2 separate regions of the Capra hircus genome follow, and region 1 is linked to region 2. The links are chromatin contacts, called in public Hi-C maps. All regions are on one chromosome and are shown on one strand. Each heading gives the region's core, a stretch centred on a gene start, on an enhancer-like site or on the middle of the called end of the contact. The rest is flanking DNA. Distances are from core to core; before and after follow the strand shown. Region 1 holds the start of ENDOV (endonuclease V). Region 2 holds the start of CHMP6 (charged multivesicular body protein 6).

Region 1 (5,334 bases), core at 669-3,168, 440 kb after region 2:
AGACCTACAAGACCTTTTAGAAATAACACCCAAAAAAGATGTCCTTTTCATTACAGGGGACTGGAATGCAAAAGTAGGAAGTCAAGAAACACCTGGAGTAACAGGCAAATTTGGCCTTGGAATGTGGAATGAAGCAGGGCAAAGACTAATAGAGTTTTGCCAAGAAAATGCACTGGTCATACCAAACATCCTCTTCCAACAACACAAGAGAAGACTCTACACATTGACATCACCAGATGGTCAACACCGAAATCAAATTGATTATATTCTTTACAGCCAAAGATGGAGAAGCTCTATACAGTCAACAGAAACAAGACCAGGAGCTGACTGTGGCTCAGATCATGAACTCCTTATTACCAAATTCAGATTTAAATTGAAGGAAATAGGGAAAACCACTAGACCATTCAGGTATGACCTAAATCAAATCCCTTATGGTTATACAGTAGAAGTGAGAAATAGATTTAAGGGCCTAGATCTGATAGATAGAGCACCTGATGAACTATGGAATGAGGTTCGTGACATTGTACAGGAGACAGGGATCAAGACCATCCCCATGGAAAAGAAATGCAAAAAAGCAAAATGGCTGTCTGGGGAGGCCTTACAAATAGCTGTGAAAAGAAGAGAGGCGAAAAGCAAAGGAGAAAAGGAAAGATATAAGCATCTGAATGCAGAGTTCCAAAGAATAGCAAGAAGAGATAAGAAAGCCTTCTTCAGCGATCAATGCAAAGAAATAGAGGAAAACAACAGAATGGGAAAGACTAGAGATCTCTTTATGCCTTGTTAGTGTTATTTTTATTTACTATGCGATCACAGGATGGGCACTTAAGTGTTTTAACTGGACTAGGTGGTGACTGCTCACATTGCTTTTTAGGAAAACTGCTCTGTTGGCAGCATGGAGAAAGGACCCGGGGAAGATTCCACCTGTCACCTACTTAAGAGGTGACAGTGGTACAGCCAAGAAGGGGCAGCAGCGATAAAGACAAGGGGACAGACTCCAGTGATTTTAGGTGGTGGAAAAAATGTAGTTAGTGTGTGACCAGCTGAGGGGTATGGGAAGACAGAGATTTCCAGCATCTTGGGCAACTTGAGTGTATGTTGCTGTAGGTTCCTGAGATGGGGAGCAAAAGATGACTGCCAAACTTGGAGATATGAGTTAATTTGGATTTAGGTCACAGAATCTAGTCAGTTTTTGTTCCCCTCCTCTTTTCTTCAAAAGCTTTCCAATTTATTAGTTAACTCCCACAAGAGGAGAAGCGGGGTTCTACTCTGGCACTGTTCCCTGTCCAGAGTCCCGCCTCTCTCACTAACGCACACGGGGACGCAGCGGTGCGGCCCCTGGCCAGAGTCCCCTAGGGGTTACCTCAAGTTCTGGGTAGCTGAGCACCACCAGGGAGGCGCAGGCGCTGCCACTGTCGTCTTTCACAAAAGACACGTCCACGCCCCCGACCCTCTGCAGCCCTGAGAAGGCGGGGTCCCGTTGCCAAGCCTCCGTGTCCAGGTCCACAACACGGGCCTTCAACGAGGCTTGCTCCCTGAGAGTAGAAACAGGTCCAGCGGTCCGCCCAGCCCAGAAACCCCGCACCCCGCGGTCCAGCTGCGGCCACCCTCACGTGGATTCCAGGCCCGGGAGTCGAAGCTCTACCAGGGACCCACCTGGTCTGGAAGTCCCTCCCTCCCTTGAGACCCAGACGCGGTCCCGGAAGCTACAGCCCTTTCGCCCGCAAGCCAAAAGCAGGCCCAGGCCCCTGGGGCCCCAAGTTAGGGGTTATGAAGTCGGAGATCCGCGGGGAACCACGTCGCTCCAATCCCCGGACTTTGCGCGTCCCCTGCCTCATTACCGTTTCCAGTCCAACAAGATTTCCTCAGGCGGTTTTCCAGCCGCCTTTCCGGCCATGGCGCTGCCTGGAGCGCGCCCTTCCTGTAGCGTCACTTCCGGAGCGCCGCGCGCAGGAGCTATGCCAGCGTCGTCGCCGTGGTAGCGTTTGCTAAGGCTCTTGGACACCGCCATCTGGTGGCCGGAGGCCTAGCTGGGCGTTAGCTGCGCCGGAAGAGCGGCAGCCAGCCATCAGAGTTGGTCTTCTGACGTAGCCACGAGCTTCTAACGGGATCTGAAAGTTACACTGACAAACACAGGTCTGCAGGAGAAAAGCCATGTGTACATATTTTACTGAGTTTCTCCGCGTACCTGCTTACCTTGTGGCTTAGCTGGTAAAGAATCCGCCTGCAATGCGGGAGACCTGGGTTGGGAAGATCTCCTGGAGAAGGGAAAGGCTACCCACTCCAGTATTCTGGCATGGAGAATTCCATGGACTGTATAGTCCATGGGGTCGCCAAGAGTCGGACACGACTGAACGACTTTCACTTCTACACGTACAGGGAGGGGACCTTTCACTAGAGAGTGGAGACCCAAAGAAGTGGCCAGAACTAAAGCTTTATACCTATTAGAGAAAGAAACAATGAATTTGTGAAGAACTGATAAGACAAGAGAGGTTTGGACTGTGCGTAGTGAATAGTGAAACCAGATCGAGCTTTCCTCACACAGCCTTCTCGACCCTAAACCTCCTGCCTCTGGTGATAAGAATGTCCCTCTCCTTCCTGGGAGGGGACCTTTCACCTGGGAGATTTGGAGCGGAAAATGGTTGAAGCAGGAGTGATTTTGCTGCTTCTGCCATTGTCTAAAATTTCTCTGGCTTTAGATCAATACACCAAAGTGCCATATTTGGGGGTAGTGTCCTGAACGCCATCACCAAGCATCTTCCGTTTACATGGTACCTTGACCTCAGTTTCAGTGACTCTTTTTGAGGACAGGACACAGTCCTTAGTGGGTCCAGACTCATAAATTTGACCTGGTGGGTCTTGGTGAGCAGAAAAACTAAATAGGGACAACCTGGGGGGCATTGACTGACCCCTGCTTGTCAGTTGAAAGAATAATGATTCCATTTGCTTTGTGCTAGGTGTTGTACAAGATGCTGAGGTAACAGCTTCCTGATAGTAGAACTGCAGTTATGTTAAGTGCTGACATGAAAATAACATGGGAGCGTGTTTAAATTGGTGGTAAAGGAGCCCTGAAGGTTGAGTACAAGAGAGCATTTCAGGCAAAGAGAACAGCACGTGTAAAGGGCTGAGACAGCAAAGAGGTTGGTATATTTGAAGTACTGAAAGGTGACCAGATAGGCGGAGGTGCAGCGATTTAACCAGCGGTTTATGTTCTGCTAGGGGAATTTAGAGAAGTATATGGATAACTAATCTGAATACAAACCTCAAGAGGAAAATGCAGGAGACTAGGACTGGAGTCTGAGTTTCAGGAAAGGTTTCATATGGCGTTGACCACTGATGGGCCTGGAGATGTGGGTGAGTTTTCAGCTGGGAGAGGGGATGAGGGCTATTTCCTGAGCGCTCACAGCAGACCAGGCCCTGTGGTGTGATTTACCCACGCCCTGTTACTTCTCACCACAGCACTGAGAGGTATTTTACAGATGGGGAAACTGAGGGGTAAAGAGGTCAAGCGGCTTGCCTGAGGTCAGAGAGCGGGCAAATGGGAGGGCCAGGAATTACTCTGGGGTCCACCTGGGCTGTACTCTGCATCAGCCTTGTGTGATAGAGCAGACAGGATGCAGAGGGCTTTCGATCCAGTAATCCGGAGCCATTCACTGGCCTATGGAGACGGAGACAGCTTTTGGGTGCTGAGGAGAGAGCAGTGGTCTGGATGGAGGTCCTGACGTGCTTCAGGGTACAGGCGTGGTGATGCGGAGGGAATGCTGGGGAAAGCGGAACACCCCAGGTGGATCTCAGTGTAAAGGAAGGGGAGCAGGGTTAAAGGCAGGCCTTTATAGGATGTGCAGTCACAGGGGTGGTTTCCATGTGCTCCCGCTGGGCCCTTTCCTCTCCAGTTTCTCTCTGCTGTTGCCCCAGATGGCTTCCTGAAATAATCCCAACTCCTCAGAAGGAAGCACAGCCCTGCTGTCCTCAGAATACACTTCAGTCTGATGAGGTGTGAATCTTGTCAGCATTTGCTTTCTTGGGAGAAGGCACATTCCTGGTGTTTTTCCAGTTGGAAGTGGGATTCATAATGTTTGAGCATGGGACTAATGAATAACTAGAGGGATTAGAAAAAGCAAAAAGCAATATAAATGCAAATCATGGCATGGATGGATGGTTATTCAGCTCAAGGCCTCAGGCTTTCTTCTTCTATTAATATGTCCTCATCTAGTGTCTTTCCAGGTCCAGCTGATACAGTGACCTTATTCTTGGCAAGAACATATTAAGAGATATAGCAGTGCCCCTGTGTGGGGCTGGACATGGGTAGCTTTACCTACTGAGCAAGGCCCTTTTTCACAGTGATTGTCAGTAGAAGTTTGTTTCCAAAGTGGAATTGCCTGAACCTGGGAGGAAATGAAATAGCTCGTGACTGTCTCAGTTAAAACACGATGAAATCCTATAGTCATTGTTATTTAGTCACTAAGTCATGTCTGATTCTCTGTGACCCCACGGACTGCAGTGTTCCAGGCTTCCCTGTCCCTCACTATCTCCAGGAGTTTGCTCAAACTCATGTCCATTGAGTCGGTGATGCCATCCAACCGCCTCATCCTCTGTCGTCCCCTTCTCCGCCTGCCCTCAACCTTTCCCAGCATCAGGGTGTTTTACAATGAGTCAGCTTTTGCCCATCAGGTGGTAAAAGTATTGGAGCTTCAGCATCAGTCCTTCCAGTGAATATTCAGGGTTGATTTCCTTTAGGACTGACTGGTTTGATCTCCTTACTGTCTCAGGGACTCTCAAGAGCCTTCTCAAGCACCACAATTCAAAACCATCAATTCTTCAGCACTCAGCCTTCTTTTTGGTCCAATACTCACATCCATACATGACTACTGGAAAAACCATAGCTTTGACTATGTGGACCTTTGTTGGCATAGTAATGTCTCTGCTTTTTAATATTTAGTCTAGGTTTGTCATCGCTTTCCTTCCAAGGAACAAGCATCTTTTAAATTTCATGGGTGCAGCCACCTTGTACAGTGACTTTGGAGCCCAAGAAAATAAAATCTGTCACTGTTTCAGCTTTTGCCCCAGGATGCCATGATCTTCGTCTTTTGAATATTGAGTTTTAAGCTAGCTCTTTCACTCTCATCAAGAGGCTCTTGTTTTTCTTCACTTTCTGCCATAAAGGCTGTATCATCTGCATATCTGAGGTGGCTGATATTTCTCCTGGCAATCTTGATTCCAGCTTTTGATTCATCCGGCCTGACATTTTGCATAATGTACTCTGTATATAAGTTAACTAAGCAGGGTGACAATATACAGCCTTGACATAATTCTCTCCCAATTTTGAACCAGTCCATT
Region 2 (4,998 bases), core at 567-3,066:
TGGACTCAACATGGTGAGAAATTAGCCCCCGGCATGGACATGGTCTAAAGTGGCCGCTCCATAGTTCCCTTTTTAGAGGCCATCTGCCCCAGTGCACTCTGTGGTTGGTGGCTCAGGGCAGCCACATGTCCTCTCCAGGCTGGCATGAGAGATGTCCGCTGACAATGAGATATCACCCCATAGCCAGCCTACCAGCCGGGCTCAACTCTGAAGCTGAGCACCTACCCTGCAGGCGGCGGACAGAGTGTCAGGCAAGAGCCAGAGGGAGGCAGGTGTGGCCAGGCCACCCCTTTGTAAAACAAGAAGTCTCAGCAGAAGGTCCTGGGGCAGCTCAAGGTTCCTCAGCTCAGCTCTTCATCCTCAGAAAACATCAGGCGATAGTTTGTTCTGTGGTGTGCCAACTGAGTTGTTCCTGTCACGACCCCACCAATGTGTACCCTTGACAACAGGAGGAGAGCTTCGGGAGCTTCCTGCTCAGCCAGAGGCCCAGAAGCCCAGGATGGAGGCCAGCATATGTGGGAGACCGGACCCCAACCACAATAAAAACCCAATGACAGCTGATCTTCTCCAGTGACAAACAGGCCTCTTTTTCAAGGGGAACTTCAGTTAAAAAGTTTTATAACTTCTGGTATAACTTCTGGTTTCAGAAGCTACAGTAAAACCACCCCGCCTCCCCCAAAAAAACAACCTGCCATTTGAATTAGTTTCTTAGTATCAAAAATTACATACTCTTCCTGCAGAAAATCAGAAAAGAAATCGAAGGTAGATTCCACTTACATTCTAGGCTCTCTCCTTCCTGACACACTTCTCTTACAAAAATGGGTTAGTCTCAACACGTCATTTCACTTAACACACCACACGATTCTTTCCCTAGAAGCTAACTTTCATATCAGTGCTCTCCAGAAAAAGATGCTCAAATCCACAAGTAGAAACAGAAACATCACCATCATCTAAAACTTTCGAGGGCCAGGAGTGGCCTGGAGACAAGGGCAGCCCACAAGCTCGGGGCCAATGGCCCGTTCCTCAGGGGCCGCACAGGTTGTAAGTTTGACAAGGACTGGGACAGGTGTTGAGTCCAGCCTGAGTCCTAAGCACACAGAACACGACCGTCCCACAGTGAGAGCGTTTGCTTAGATCCCCAGTTCTGGGAGCAGCAATGACGCCCCACTGCCAGATCATCCCCTCTCCACGACCTCCCACCTGAGTCTGCCACGCAGGCCCCGAGCCCGCACCGGGTCGGGGCCGGGGCTGGGAAGTGGTCTGGGGCTGGCTCCCGTGGGGCTGGAGTTTAGAAACCCCACCCGCAGGCGCGGACTCGCCCACGGACAAGGTACAACCACGAGACAGTACAACGAGGGCCCCGCCCCCCGAAGCACAGCTCAGCCACACCCGGACCACCTACACCCGCAGCGACAGGATTCGCTCAGACTCGCTGGGGACCGGGCCCGGACATGCTCCCCAAGGGGAGCCCACTGCGCATCGCCCCAGACGGGCTCCGAGGCTGCAGCCCGGGCGTGAGGCTGGGCGGCCACAGGGGCTGGACCCTTTGGAGAAACGGAGCGCAGCCTGCCGCCGCCCAGCCTCGGTTTCCCCGTACGGTCCGGGGGTACCCGGCCCGCGCCCACCCGCCTGCAGGGCCCGGCATCTCACCAGGATCGCTTTATCCTGCTCCGTGACCCGGCTCTGCTTCTTACGGCCGAACAGGTTGCCCATGGCGGCCGGCCCGGCCCGTGCCCCGCCGCCCTACCCGGTCGGACCCGTGCCCCGCGCCACACGGCTACCGTAGCCCGGGCCCAACCCACCCCCGCTACGGCGGCCGCGCGGGGCCTGGCGCCGCAGAACGCGGAACGCGGCCATCTGTGGACGGAAGCCCCACCCAGAGAAGGGGCTGGACCTGCAGTGGGCGGGGCTCAGGGGCCCTTGATCGCGCGGTTCAGATGCATTTCCAGAAGGCCCCAACTGCACGGTCTTCAAGACTAGAAGTTCCATCTCCCACTATCGTGGGCACCCTGCAGGGTGACCGCATGGACCGTCTCCCAGAAGGTCAGAGATCTTGTTCACAAATCACTGCCCCGCCGGCTCGGATGCACAAAATGCTGCGTTTAGTGATGTTACAACCCTGCTCTCTAGTGTCCACTGAACTGCCAACTAGGCAGCGTGCCCCACTGGTTCTGTCCTCCGGGCTGGTGGCCTGTCTCCAGGGGAGCCCATCTTCTGGTTCGGTGGTCCCGGCAGAAGCCTCCACGGGGCATCGAGGATATAGGTTGGGGTGCCACCCACACCTGCATCCCTGGCTTCCACTCGTGTGTCTTGGTTGGCATGAGGGGTCCCAGTACTCAGCCCGGCTTGGTCGCCCAGGCTGAGCCCGCAGCCCAGTCTGCATGGGCCCCACCACCTTTCTAGCAGTCCTGGGCAGGTGGGGTCATAAGATGAGGTGTCCCATGGCACATGCTCAGCGCTCACCCCTTTCTGTGAAATGAACTCCTTGATCAGGAGCAGAGCTGCATGGACACCACTAGCGGCCTCCAAGTCCACAACAGTGCAGCTGGCAGAAGCCTCCTAGAGTGGGCGGAGGCAAATCCATATCCAGAGTGTCTATTCCAGCAGCAGTCTGTGAGAGGACTGCGTGGGGAGGAGTCAGCAGCCCTTGCTCTCTGGATAGATGTGCTTTCTTGTCAGGGGAGTTCTTATCCCCCATCGGATAACCCAGGCGTCACACAGGCCGCTCAGCTGGCATCCCACAGAGCAGAGATGAGCCTTCCCTGCTGACTCCGCCTAAGTGCAGAGCCAGGGCAGGGGGAGGTGGTTAGGCAGCAGCAGTACCTGGCACAATGGTTCAGGCACTGGGGGCAGGTTTGCCAGGCATACTACCTAGACGCCTTCATGAGGAACCCATTCTCCCTTCTGTTCAGTCCTGGAACTGGGTGAGAGGTCATGATTTTCCTCTAAGGTCCTTCCCATCAGATCTCTATCTCCCAGATCTGGCTGGTTTCTTAATGATCCACTGAGGCTTTCTGAGACTATCCAGCTTTTGCAGTTGGCCAGTGTCAAGGGCTCTCTGGCACCGTGCATTGTGACTACTGCGTGGGTTTCCTGCCTTTTCCAGTGACCTGCCCATGTGAGCTCTGAGCCTTGCACCTCCTGTTTCTCAGGAGAAATCAGGGCCCCTGTTTTGATGGCAGCGCCTCTACTGTCTTCCCTGGCCTGCAGACCTTGGAGGGCTTTTCAAGAACCCGAGGTCCTCACCAAGGGATTTCTTGGGGCCTCTATCCAGTGCCTGTGCCTTGAGGACACAAGAAGCTCAGTGAGTGAGTTGCACCTGATGAATTCATGTCGAGTCCTTATGTGTCCCAGCCCTTGGAGTCCTTCCTCTGTATTATGCCAAGGGATTCCTGGCATCTCAGCTGGGAAGTCCAAGCACAGATGAAAGCAAACAGTGTGGCCCAGAGTCTCAGGCGCTCATGCCCTGTCCAGCTCGCCCAGTGCTGGCTGCCATGAGTCCCTGTGAGGTCTCCCCGAGACCCTCCAGTGTGAGTCAGCAATTTCTTGGAATTCTTGGGATGTGCCCACCTTCCCCGGAGTCAGCTGGGCTCTCACTGCAGTTATGGATCTGAAGGCAACATGGGGTTACTAGTGGGGTCTTGAGGAGAATCAGTCTCCTCTCAGCAGGTCTCCCCCTACCTGCTTGGGGTGGAGTCTTCATGAGCAGGGGGTGGGAAGGACACTTCAGATGGGGAGCAGGGTCGCTTCTGCTGGCAGGCAAGGCTTGATGTGATTATGAGGGGATCAACATCAGCCCACTCAGCTCTCTCCGTCTGACTCTTTCACACTGACCTGGTGAGGCTGAGAATTCAATTTATGTTGTAATCCTACAACCCGCAGAATAGAACTGGGGGAATGACATCCAGACACAACGTCCTGCTACAAGAAATGAGATTTTCTTTTATAGTAGTCCTACTTCATGGGAAATAGATGGGGAAACAGTGGAAACAGTGCCAGGCTTTATTTTTTGGGGCTCCCAAATCACTGCAGATGGTGACTGCAGCCATGAAATTAAAAGACGCTTACTCCTTGGAAGGAAAGTTATGACCAACCTAGACAGCATATTCAAAAGCAGAGACATTACTTTGTCAACTAAGGTCCATCTAGTCAAGGCTATGGTTTTTCCTGTGGTCGTGCATGGATGTGAGAGTTGGACTGTGAAGAAGGCTGAGCACCGAAGAATTGATGCTTTTGAACTGTGGTTTTGGAGAAGACTCTTGAGAGTCCCTTGGACTGCAAGGAGATCCAACCAGTCCATCCTAAAGGAGATCAGTCCTGGGATTTCTTTGGAAGGAATGATGCTAAAGCTGAATGAAACTCCAGTACTTTGGCCACCTCATGTGAAGAGTTGACTCATTGGAAAAGACTCTGATGCTGGGAGGGATTGGGGGCAGGAGGAGAAGGGGATGACAGAGGATGAGATGGCTGGATGGCATCATGGACTCGATGGACGTGAGTCTGAGTGATCTCTGGGAGTTGGTGATGGACAGGGAGGTCTGGCGTGCTGCGATTCATGGGGTCACAAAGAGTCGGACACGACTGAGCAACTGAACTGAACTGAACACATTTTCTGCTTTTCGGACTCTATCTTTAACAGAGAATTTAAAGCCCCTTGCTTGTCGTTTCTAAAAATGAAATCTTCCCAGTATGGTCAGAAATCACTCGCATGCCCCATAGCCCTGATTTCCCCCAGGACGTTGCTTTGCAGCTGCTTGGACTCCCAGAATCTGGCTTTGGGGAAATGCTTCCTTCCAGCTCATCGCACAAACGTGTGTGGCTACAGCATGCTGCCACTACCTGTGTCTTATTCGCCACAGGCTGTGGTAGCCTGCTCTGGCTGCCATGACAAATTACCACAGGCTGGGCCTCTTAGGCAACAGAAATGTATTGTCTTACAGTCTGCAGGCTGGAAGTCTGGGTTCAAGGTGTCGCAGGGATGGCTCCATCTGAGGCTGT

Evidence for each region. Hi-C and Micro-C count contacts between places; a contact is called where the count stands out from the background.
Region 1: a Hi-C map of blood shows a contact between it and region 2, with 4 times the contacts expected there. The contact joins the promoter of ENDOV here to the promoter of CHMP6 in region 2. A contact is called at or near these places in 2 of 5 Hi-C or Micro-C datasets (blood and liver).

Annotation. Positions count from the first base shown.
Region 1 is chr19:51,477,782-51,483,115 of ARS1.2, forward strand. It overlaps ENDOV (endonuclease V), which reads right to left and starts at 1,919. Exons shown (of 10, transcript XM_005694075.2): 1 at 1,839-1,919; 2 at 1,361-1,532. The coding sequence starts at 1,894.
Region 2 is chr19:51,038,526-51,043,523 of ARS1.2, forward strand. CHMP6 (charged multivesicular body protein 6) reads right to left here and starts at 1,817. Exons shown (of 8, transcript XM_018063631.1): 1 at 1,651-1,817. The coding sequence starts at 1,713.